Linked DNA regions of Mus musculus: region 1 is linked to region 2. A link is a contact called in public HiChIP or PLAC-seq data. All regions are on one chromosome and are shown on one strand. The core of a region is the stretch at or near the end of the contact, and the rest is flanking DNA. Distances in the headings are between cores, read along the strand shown. Region 1 has its middle 7.0 kb from the start of Gm34576. Region 2 overlaps Kcnab1 (potassium voltage-gated channel, shaker-related subfamily, beta member 1).

What was found. HiChIP or PLAC-seq counts read pairs in DNA pulled down with a chosen protein or histone mark.
Region 1: a contact with region 2 is called in an HNF4G HiChIP or PLAC-seq map of pancreatic cancer cells. The contact joins two enhancer-like sites. A contact is called at or near these places in 1 of 15 datasets of contacts at CTCF or cohesin (the NIH/3T3 cell line) and 1 of 115 datasets of contacts at active chromatin or transcription factors (pancreatic cancer cells).

What each region holds. Positions count from the first base shown.
Region 1 is chr3:65,441,115-65,443,814 of GRCm38.p6, forward strand. No RefSeq gene overlaps it. Among named protein-coding and RNA genes, the nearest start is that of Gm34576, 7.0 kb to the right of the region's middle. Within about 2 kb of position 1,352, at least 175 of the 459 cell types and tissues checked have an H3K27ac peak or open chromatin away from gene starts, as enhancers often do. A contact at or near this core is called in pancreatic cancer cells, where this site is marked.
Region 2 is chr3:65,133,832-65,136,531 of GRCm38.p6, forward strand. The region is part of intron 1 of Kcnab1 (potassium voltage-gated channel, shaker-related subfamily, beta member 1); the gene reads left to right. A330015K06Rik (RIKEN cDNA A330015K06 gene) reads right to left here. Exons shown (of 5, transcript NR_126080.1): 4 at 1,763-1,977; 5 at 1-783. Among named protein-coding and RNA genes, the nearest start is that of Kcnab1, 26 kb to the left of the region's middle. Within about 2 kb of position 1,445, at least 36 of the 459 cell types and tissues checked have an H3K27ac peak or open chromatin away from gene starts, as enhancers often do. A contact at or near this core is called in pancreatic cancer cells, where this site is marked.

The DNA.
Region 1 (2,700 bases), core at 102-2,601, 310 kb after region 2:
ATGAATTTCTATCCCATGGTTCTGATGAATAAAAAAAAATACAAAACTCAAACCCAATCTGGCACAACAATATATTCTTAAAGTAGATACCAATGATCAGTGACTTAAAAATAAACATTCATGCGTGTTTCTGTACATAAACTCATAGTCATATGTATACAGATGTTAGCATTTATAACAGATTCAAGCTGCCTATAAGGGAATTAAAATGCAATTAAAATGCAAATACTACTAGTTCACTTCCACATGTGCGCTAACTACTTCACCTTTATATGGTCCTTGTTTTTGTAAAAATTTCAAAGTTTCTAGTTAATCATAAAGCCAAAACAAACAAACAAAAAACAAAACCAACAAAATAAATAAAGAAGATTAGGAATCTTCTGTTGCCAGTCACAGGGTAACAGGCTCCTTCACCTGGTTGAACTGCAGATTTCAAAAATACCTAGCAGTTTAGGGTTCCATCTGCCTGCTCAGTTGGATCTGTTTTGTTTTGCTTAATCGGGGAAATGCCCATATAATCTGCGTATCTGGCATCCCTTGAAAAATCAGGCCTGGCAACACTGGGCACAGATTCCTGCTTGAGCTGCAGTTTCTAGCCCCTGAGGACAGCCATCCCTGCCGACTTCCCCAGCAGGCTTCACTCAGCCTGTCTGGCCCTGGGGGCTAGAGTTTAGAATCGCTCATTTATAAGTAGGGTTTGTGAACAGCCAACATTCACTGTCCTCATTACCATCCCGGGGAAAATCTGGCCAAGTAACTACACTGGAACACTGAGAAGCAGTTTCCTCTCAGCAAAGTGAAAGCAGCTGGCTCACCCAGCTTGGCTCGTTGGGTTTGTGGGAGCTGGGTGTACCCTCATTTAAAGACTTCACATGCCTCAGATGTGCAAGCGACAAATCCGCTGTGTCCACTCCACTTCCCAAACTCTGCAGCTGGTCTTTAGTTGGTAGACTCTTGGCTCAGTCCCTGGGAGACTCATTTCAAGTGCTTAGAGAGGCACCCGTGGTGGTCCAGTTTGCTAGGCCAGTCTTCTGTCCAGGTTGCTAGTGGTTAGAGCCGAAGATCCCCTGAGCCAAAGGGTCGAAAGAATGAATAAGGCACATGGCAAAGAGAGATGTTATCTGGAGAATCAAGTTATGTCTTATAAAATAACAGAGTATTTCTCATTTTAGAGGTGAGGAACAGCCCAGCCCTCTGAGCTTTTATTTATGCAATAAATATTTATTAGACACCAACTTTGTGTTACTCATTGTGATGAACTGGAAACGCAGTAATGACTAGGCTTGGCCCCTGCCCTGGAGAAGTTCATAGGGGAGGGAATTAATCTGCATACTTATAATTCCACAGCAATGTGGGAAGTGACTGGCACCAGCTTAGCGGTGGGCGGAGTTAGAGATCAGTGCTTCAGAACTGGCTAGAAGACTCTACAATATTCCCACCTGATTCCATTCTCTGTCTTGAAACTTACAAAAACAGATTTTTAAAAAAATGTTCTATCACCCACCCCACCCCCCAAACTACCCACACCAAGAAGAGGTACCAAGGCGAGTGGGAGCCCACAGGGAATCCCCAGAGCTTGTGATATCAGGGTTGGGTGGGCACACCCATCCTGGGCTCTGTTGGATGCAAAGGGGCCACTGCTACTCAGCTAGAAACTAGAATTGTTTTAAACATTCATTTTTAAAGTTAGAATTCAAAAACAGTTTAAAAACCCAATATGGATACATTTAAAATAAACTCTCACTGGGAAGTTAAGTTCCTTAGTCTTTGAACTTCACCAGAAGTCTCCCTAAACCTCCTACGCTTTGGGAAATTGAATACATTGTAAACTTGAACACATTCTTAAAAAAGAATCCTCTTAAAGACATAAGTGACTGAGAAACAGTTTGTCTCTCCCGAATCTAATTCTTATGATTCTGATTCACCGCAGGTACTCTGACTTTAAGTCGCCACCGGTCCCTGGCACTTGTCATTTACTTCCAGGCTGGTTTTGCTGCCGTGCCCGGCCGGGTGACTTATCTTTCACTGTCTGCAAAGATTTCCTTCTCTGTTACTCACAGGTGTCCTGTTTGCCCTGCCCAGATTGAGCCAACCACATGAAAGGTTTTGTTTTGATTTTCCATCTCTCTGCCCTCCACACTGCTTCCTTTTTATCCAGCTGCAGCTGAAGAGAAACACATGAGCCGAGAATGGACAGCCTCCCTGGCTTTGGCTTTGAGGGGTTTCTTTCTTTCTTTCTTTCTTTTTTTTTTTTTTTTAGTTTGTTGTTGTTGTTCTGAGAAAATATTTTCATTCTTTAATTATTTTACTGCAACTGCTCCTCTCATTAGGATCCAATTTATGCACAATACGTCGAATTAATTTTAATTACCAGCCATGGACTCTTAACTTCCCTTAGCAACATTGCAGAAGGGACTTCAGCTTCTTCTGTAATGTCTTCTATCCTCTGCTTCTAAATGGTATACGCTACAAAGCCAAGGATGCAAACTGGTGCCTCTAACACAATATCCATATTTTAAGTGTTCTAATATGTTGAAATGCTTTAGGTAAAACTTACTTTCGTTTCTCTAGTCTCTTCCTTGTAACCATTAAAAAAAAAAAAGTGGCATCACCAACTCTGACTCTCCTCTGGAAATGCATTGTCCCTCAGGAACATAAGGAATGTTTCATGCTGGAGTTTTAAGCTGAAGCCTTAATAAT
Region 2 (2,700 bases), core at 195-2,694:
GTGAATGCGTGGCTCGTGAAATTTGTAGCTGGAGTTTATTTGGAGATCCTGAACTGAGGAGATTATCCTGGATTATCCAGGCACAACTTAGTGCAACCACAAAAACTCCCTCTTGAGAGTGAAGTAGAGGGAAATTCTGATGACAGACAGATGGAAGGGTGTTCACCGCTGGGTCTGAAGAGAGAGCTGACGGCTGAGTGTGGCAGAATGCAGTGGCGACAAAAAGACCAGGAAGTGATTCTCTGCCAAAGCTGCGTTGGTGACCAGCCCTGCTCCCCTGACCATGTCTCTGACTTTAGCCAGCTAAAACTGATTGAGAAATGCTGGCTTCTACAGCAATGTGAGGCAATCTAAAGTTCTTGTAGAGCCACTAAATTCCTGTTAATTGGTTGGAGCATCAGAAGGAATTTAATGTAGTCAGTTATCACCATGATAAGGTAAAAGTTCTAACCCAGAAAAGAAAGAGGAGATGATGTCCCTGTTTGAGTGACCGGAGCTGGAGTGATATTTGTAATTGATTGAGCCGTGTTCTGATAAGGGAGGGCACCATGATTTCAGCTGGAAGCACCACTTTCCAATGCAGCCTGCCTTTCGATCTGATCAGAAGCATTCCGTCTCTCAGCGCTGTGTGTCATTCATCAGCCAGTCAGTACCAGCTACCTGGTATGCAGCTGTCTTATGTACTGCCTCGGAAGTGACCTCCTGGAGGGCAAGAATCCATCTTCTTTCTCTTGATCAATAATTTCTGAGAACCTGCCACATAATGGGCACTTGGGAGAAGAGCTGAAAGTGGGAGTATAAAAAGAAAGATGTTAGTCAATTTATAGACTATGGTAAGTCATACATAAAAAATGCAAAAGTGTACATATATATATATATGTATATATATGTGTGTGTATGTATATATATATGTGTGTATGTATATATATACGTGTGTATGTATATATAGATACATAAACTGAGGCTCAGGAAGGTAAAACACCCCATACCATCCTGCCTGAATCTAGATTCCAGCCTGATAGCCATGTATTTCATTGCCTCCATACCCACCCACTTATGAGGTCACACATGCAGGAGAAACAAAGATGAGAGGGATGTATGCCCTGAGCCAGAATCTTAAATGTCAAAGACATCTAACATCTGTTGTCTGATTTAAAGTAAGTACATGTGACGCATACATCCTTGATTCTAGGTAAAGGTACAAAGAATTAATTTTCCTTCACTGCTCTGTGGCTACATTTGGAGATAGATTCACCAACAATCTAGAATCATGTGAGCACCAGGCAGGAAGCTGATACATACTTTGTCAATAGGAAAACTGAGTCACTACATAAATAAATAATATTGCCAATATCGGACAATGAGTCAGACCTATGGGCAGACGAAGGTGAGGAATGCATCTAGGGTGCATGGGAGTGTCTGCTTTTCCCTCCGAGGGCTGTGGTAGCCAGCCTTGTGTGTGGGAGAGGAGTCTCTGTCGGGTCTGTGAACATGTGGGCTGCAGACAGGACACTACCAGGCTCCATGTTGCTTGTTCTTGGCAAAGTGATGCTCTGCAAATTCCTGCAACTTCCTGAGAGCCCACTGCTATCACCCTCACATGAGAATGTACTGCTCTCTGGAGGCCCTGGAATTCTTTAAGGCCCTGGAATTCTTTAAGGCTCTGGAATTCTTTAAGGCCCTGGAATTCTTTAAGGCTTTGTAGATCAAGCACTGTGGGTCATTCTGAGAACTGAAGTCCAGAATATTATCAAATACTCACTAGCCTCCAACCGGACGGGAAAGACGAAGATCTTGCTTTTCACCAACCAATAGAAACTTTCATTTTGGTTTTCCTCTTAGCGCATGTTGATCTCAGTAGCATACATGGGCCAATGTAAGAAAAAAGTTCCTGTTCATTCAGGTGGGATTAAAAACCCATTTTACACAATATAATTCATGTGTGTGTTCCTTTAGCCTCTAAAGATGTGGACATTTCTTCTTACATAGAAAATTGTCAATGGGGAATGAAGTTAAAGACAGAAAAGTTGTTATATAATTGAATATAAATGTGGGAGTCTTGTTACTTAGAGCAAAGCTGACAGGGAAAACAATAGTAGATACCTGGGCAAAGGATTTTATCTTAGAACAATGGCATTTTGACCTATAGACTGAATGATGGTTATATCACACACACATACACACACACAAACACACAATTTTATATTCATATATATATATATATATATATATATATTTCTATCTCAGTAGAGCATACATGGGCCAATGTAAGAAAAAATGTGTATATTTATGTGGATATATGTGTGTGTGTGTGTGTGTGTGTGTATAAAGAGAGAGATATGTGCATATTAATACCATTAGAAACAGTATAGTCACCCTAAATAACTTGTATTTACATAGCATTCATGTCAGTTTTATTGCCTCAGTTTTATTTTTAAAAGAATCCTGAGCAGTAAGTAGAACAGGGCTTTTTTTCCTTCAGTTTATAGATGATGAAACCAAAGCCCAAAGAACCATGCTGCTCTGGAAAACCAGCATCATCCAGCCACCAGCAGTAAAGTCAGGTTGCCGACCTGGGCTGGAAGCCTAGGTGCACTGCAGACATCCTGCATAAAACAACACAAGGAAGTGCTGTACTCCATGATAGCTAAGACCTGTGCTAGAGTAAGATCTTAGTTATATCCTGGCTCTGCCATTTAT